Regions from separate parts of the Sus scrofa genome. Here region 2 is linked to region 1. Evidence: chromatin contacts called from public HiChIP or PLAC-seq data. All regions are on one chromosome and are shown on one strand. Each heading gives the region's core, a stretch centred on a gene start, on an enhancer-like site or on the middle of the called end of the contact. The rest is flanking DNA. Distances are from core to core; before and after follow the strand shown. Region 1 holds the start of C2H1orf35 (chromosome 2 open reading frame, human C1orf35). Region 2 holds the start of LOC100515302 (histone H2B type 3-B).

The links. HiChIP or PLAC-seq counts read pairs in DNA pulled down with a chosen protein or histone mark.
Region 2: a contact with region 1 is called in an H3K27ac HiChIP or PLAC-seq map of skeletal muscle, with 3 times the contacts expected there. The contact joins the promoter of LOC100515302 here to the promoter of C2H1orf35 in region 1. A contact is called at or near these places in 3 of 5 promoter capture datasets (fetal liver, fetal skeletal muscle and liver), 3 of 47 Hi-C or Micro-C datasets (epiblast stem cells, fetal skeletal muscle and retroperitoneal adipose tissue) and 2 of 2 datasets of contacts at active chromatin or transcription factors (alveolar macrophages and skeletal muscle).

The regions. Positions count from the first base shown.
Region 1 is chr2:51,239,953-51,242,652 of Sscrofa11.1, forward strand. It overlaps C2H1orf35 (chromosome 2 open reading frame, human C1orf35), which reads right to left and starts at 1,373. Exons shown (of 8, transcript NM_001244890.1): 1 at 1,229-1,373; 2 at 972-1,122; 3 at 784-829; 4 at 609-688; 5 at 321-393; 6 at 69-154. The coding sequence starts at 1,322.
Region 2 is chr2:51,692,975-51,695,674 of Sscrofa11.1, forward strand. LOC100515302 (histone H2B type 3-B) reads right to left here and starts at 1,263. Exons shown (of 1, transcript XM_021083383.1): 1 at 1-1,263. The coding sequence starts at 542. The coding sequence ends at 162. LOC100621538 (histone H2A type 3) reads left to right here. Exons shown (of 2, transcript XR_002341581.1): 1 at 1-1,452.

The DNA.
Region 1 (2,700 bases), core at 123-2,622:
CAACATGCAGAGCGAACCGAGTTCTGTGTCCTAGTAGCACGGGTAGGGTCCACTTATCCAGCCCTTACCCTGGCTCCACCTTCTCCTCTGACCGAGGCTTCCTCTTGGCCGAAGCCAGGGAGACCCCTGGCCGACTGCTCTCCACGCGGTGGTGCTGCCAAGAAAAGCCACTCTGGGGGTGTGCGGGCCTGAGAACCATCCAGAAAGCCAGTAGGGTCCCTTCGAGGGGAGACGATTTGCCCCACGGCTTTCAACAGGAAGGGACACTCATCCCCACCCCCACCCCAACATGGGATAACCAGGATGTCGGGAGGAATTACCGTGAACACCGAAAGCCCCAGTTTAGCGGCCTCTTTGTCTTCCCGTGACAGCGCCACTCGCCCTGCAGAGCCACTGCGGGGACGCGGGTGGGGACCCCCCCCCACAGTGAGACACCCTCTCCCGACAGCGAGGACCACCCCATCCCCACCCGTAGGCCTCCCTAGAGAAGTGATGAGTTCAGACGACCCATAACGGCTTCCACCTGGGCGGCTGACAGCGCCGAACCCCGGGGAATTGCACCCTCGCGATTTCTGGGGTCCCCGAGGACCACCTCCCCAGCCCCGCACCTGGAGCTGCCCAGGCCCAGGAGCCGGTCCACTCCCTTCTCGGGGTCACTTCCTTCCCGCTTACAGACTTCGACAAAGTCCTGTGGGTGGGGGGGAGTGCAAGCGCTCACCACAGCGTGGGGTCTGCCCCCCCGCCCCATCCCGCCCCCGTCCTCCAAGAGGGCCCACCTCTCACCTCCTTGCTCAGGCCCGTGGGCTGCTTCCTTACGTTCTTGTAGCCTCTGCGGGGGCCGCGCGTGAGCTTCAGAGAGTGGCGGGCCTCTCCTCGGCCCGCGCCCCCGCCCCCGCCCAGCCCCGGTCTCCGCCCTACCCCCAACCAGGAGGTAATTCCCCCCCGCCCCCAAGCTCCCGAGGCTCACTCACAACGCTGCCATAAGCGCTTCCTGCTCCGCCTGCCTCACGGCCTCCAGCTCCTGTTCCCGGCTCAACCCCGCGCCGTGCGCCCGGCCCTTGGCGTACCAGGTGAGGTCACGGCCCTTCTGCCAGCGGCCCACCGGGGCCATCAGCGAGTTGCCTGCGGGATACCGAGCGCCGAGTCCTCGGTACGGCGCTGCAGGTTGGCGTACCTCCAGCCCGAGAGACACCCCCGCCGCCACCCTGGGTCCCGGCACCCCGCTCACCCAGGTAGTTCTCCCTCTGTTTGTCAGTCTTCACATCCTCCCAGCTAAACTGATCCTGCCCACCGCGCACTCCACCCCGGCTGGAGCCGAACATGGTGCCGGCTTCCCGCTACCCAGGCCCCACCGGCCCCCGTTTCCACCCCGCGTCGCACGCAGTGACGTCATGCGCGCTTGCACCGCCCCCGCCTGCCTCTAACGCCTGCGCACTGCTGTGGCCCTGGCCAAAGTCGGAGGCTGCGGCAGATACCGCCGCATTATTGGAAGCCACTGTCGTGGGTCACAGGTAATGAAAGGGACTAGTATCCATGAGGCCATGGGTTTGATCCTTGGACCGGATCTGTGGGTTAAGGATCCGGTGTGGCCATGAGCTGCTCGCAGAACCGGCTCGGATCTGGTGTGGGTGAGGCTGTGGCTGTGGCATAGACCCGGCAGCTGCAGCTCCTGCTAGACGCCTAGCCTGGGAACTTCCGTATGCTGTGGGTCCGGCCCTAAAAAATAAATTCGAGTCACGTTGTGTGGGTGACACCCCCGAGTCATCGTTGCTAGTGTGTGCTGTTTCTGGCCCTGTGCTGGGGAGAGGGGTAGGCACTGGGGGAGACTATGTCTGAAACTGTTTCCCTACTATAGCTTCCCTACCTTATAAACCGGGAGCCACCAAGGTCAGGTTGCACCTGCACTGGCCTGTTCTCCACCCTTGGGGATACCAGCTGTGTGGCTCCCAAAAAAGTATGGAAGCACACCTCATTGCACTCATACCTCAAAGAGCACAGAAAATGCCTCAGTCACCCTCAAGGTGTTCACTGGCAGACGATCCTCATTCAACAGTTTTGGTCTTTGCTGCTCAGTATCTATAGTAAGCTAGTTGTTGGGCAAGGGTGTTCGGTTTGTCATCACTGCAGACCAGAATAGATTCAGTCATAAGAGGTCCTAATGAGCAGAGAGGAGTGCCACTCCATTGGCCAACTCCTACTGAACTGAAACCATAAGATGAATGTACTGAGGAATTTACACGGTGCCACACATGTTATCTGTATCCCTTCAGTACTGGTCCTCTCACAAGACATGGCCCTCCTGCAGGTTGCTCAGTGAGTTCATCTGATAATGGGGGGGGGGGGTGAGGTCTTTCACCTTGCTCTCCCTCACCTGCCTCACTGCTTAAGGGCGTTCTTGAGCAAAGATGAGGAGGTCAGCAGGGCCTGGAAGTGCATAGCCACACATTGCTGGGATGGATTGGGGTGGGAGGATGTCCCTGTGCAGCCGCACAGAATGGTGAGTGGACCAGAAGGGGTCAGGAGTGGGGGAGGTTCATCTCCCACAGGCTGTTGGCTCCTACCTACTGGGTCAGGCCCAGAACACCTTCCCCACCATATACTATGACTGAACTTCAGGTATATAAGAAAGAGCCTGACAGCCAAATTCCAGTCCCCACCATCTACCATGACTGGAACTCAGGTTTATGGGAAAGAGCCTGA
Region 2 (2,700 bases), core at 13-2,512, 450 kb after region 1:
GGGAAAGAGATAAACGGGTCTAGTGCTCTTAAGGAACACAAGAACCGCTATGGAGCAGAAAAGGATGCGTTTACATAACACTTCACGTGTTCAAAACCCTTTCTCGATCTTGTGGGTGGCTCTGAAAAGAGCCTTTGGGTTCCCGGGCGCCTCGGCGCGCCTCACTTGGAGCTCGTGTACTTGGTGACGGCTTTGGTACCTTCAGACACGGCGTGTTTGGCCAGCTCGCCAGGCAACAGCAGACGCACAGCTGTCTGCACCTCCCGAGACGTGATGGTAGAGCGCTTGTTGTAGTGCGCCAAGCGGGAAGCCTCGCTGGCGATGCGCTCAAAGATGTCGTTGACGAAGGAATTCATTATGCCCATGGCCTTAGAAGAGATGCCCGTGTCGGGATGTACTTGCTTCAACACTTTGTACACGTAGATGGAATAGCTTTCTTTCCGGCTGCGCTTGCGCTTTTTGCCATCTTTTTTCTGCGCTTTGGTAACAGCCTTCTTAGAACCCTTCTTGGGTGCCGGAGCCGATTTGGAGGGATCAGGCATGTTGGCAGATCTTCGCGCACACACACACACACACACACACACACAAAAAACTCCAAACCTCCTAAACCACTCAACTTATACATCCTGTATTCAAATGAAGGATCAAGAGCTCCTAGTTTCTGATAGGATCCAGCGCCCCATACGTCATCACAGCAAAAGGCACATGCAAATTAGGGGATAGCGGGTTCCTTTTCTGATTGGCTTCTATCACCACCCAATGGGAAGGCTCCGACTCACCTACCTCTAGACCATATATAAGGGCTCACTGACGCTTGCTTCATCGTTACTTGGGGTGTTATTTCTCGACTTTCTTCTCTCCCCGCGCCTGACTGAGAGATGTCTGGCCGAGGCAAGCAGGGAGGTAAGGCGCGCGCAAAAGCGAAGTCGCGCTCCTCGCGCGCAGGCCTGCAGTTTCCTGTGGGTCGAGTGCATCGGCTTCTTCGCAAGGGTAACTATTCTGAGCGCGTGGGTGCGGGCGCGCCTGTGTATTTAGCTGCGGTGCTGGAGTACCTGACGGCTGAGATCCTGGAGTTGGCAGGCAACGCGGCGCGCGACAACAAGAAGACTCGCATTATACCGCGCCACCTGCAGTTGGCCATCCGAAACGACGAGGAGCTTAACAAGCTTCTGGGCCGCGTGACCATCGCTCAGGGCGGCGTCCTGCCCAACATCCAGGCCGTGCTTCTGCCGAAGAAGACCGAAAGCCACCACAAGGCCAAGGGCAAGTGAGGCCGCGGAGGCGGGTCGGAAACGGCCGTGCGCCCCCTGGGGGCCCCGTGACACCAAAGGCTCTTTTCAGAGCCACCCACAGTCTCAAGAAAAGAGCAGCACTGGCTGAGGGCTGCTTACTAGTGATGGCGTTCCACAGCTCACCTGCTCAAGGCAGGGCTCGCGGGAAATCGAACCTGAGGTACGATTGGGGTGCGCCTAGTGGCACAGAGGGCTGAGAGTTCATTTACTGCGAGGAATGTCGCCGAAAATGCAACTCGTTTCCTTGAATCTTTCTCCCAAGCCCTCATGAGGTTTCAGTCCTATTCATCCTGAAGATGTGTATGTTATTACCAGTGACAAGCAGCTTTAGCTCCGTAAAGTGTCACTGTGTGACATTTAGATGCCCAATACAGACTTTTCTTATACCAGGAAAAACGTGTAGAGTGATCTGGTATTGAAAATATTTAAACTTAAGAGAAAAATCGTAGTCTCAGGTTCTGATAGGCAGACATGATCTCTAAGTGTATAATGTATGAACTAGTATTTTAAAGAACATGCTGTCTACTACAATTGTCTAATTTACTGCACTGAAAATTCTAAGGTCTTAGAAAAGGTTTGTCTTGCTAGAAGCATGTACAGTATTTGAGAAGTATTAAATTATTTTGAAAAGAGGTGTAAATTAGAAAAATAGAGTAATTATTGGAGTTCCCTTGTGCACAGGGTTAAGGGTCCAGCTTTGTCACTGCAGTGACTTGGGTCGCTGTGGCGCTGGTTCGATTCCTGACCCAGGAACTTCCATATGCTGTGGGCGTGGCCAAAAAAGGGAAAAAAAAAGAACAGTTATTTAAAGGAATTTAAACTGTTAAATTTGGATTTGCCAGACATTAATCAGAGATCACCTTAAATCGACAGCTAAAATCAGAATAAAATAATTTGCACATTGAGTTTGATAAGGAAAACTACATTGATGGGTTTAGTATATTTAAAATGAACATTGTTAGAGGACTAGATTAAGTAATATACATGTGGATATTTCAGAAGATGATTTTTCATGAATTGTACCTTCTGTTATAAAGAGGGTTTGATTATTTTAGAGATGCTCCTGCAAAGTCAACTGAGAGATGAAAATTAGCACTTACTTCGTGGATGAAGGGATTAGATGAATTAATCCATAATAATCCCCTTGTTCAAAAATCTCTAGCACAATATAAGAGTTCAGTGAATGTTAGTTATTCTTGCTGTCGTTATTTTTTATTACAACAATAAATACAAGCCGGTGAGATAATTCAGGGATATTTAATAAATATGTATCTTACTAAAATTAGATGTTCTCAAACCAGGGCTCCCTAGACATTGAGTTAATCACATATCTGTTAGTCTTTAGAAAATATCCTAGCGCTATGAGACTTTCACCAAAAATTGATAGGAACTGCAATCAGTGTGGGTG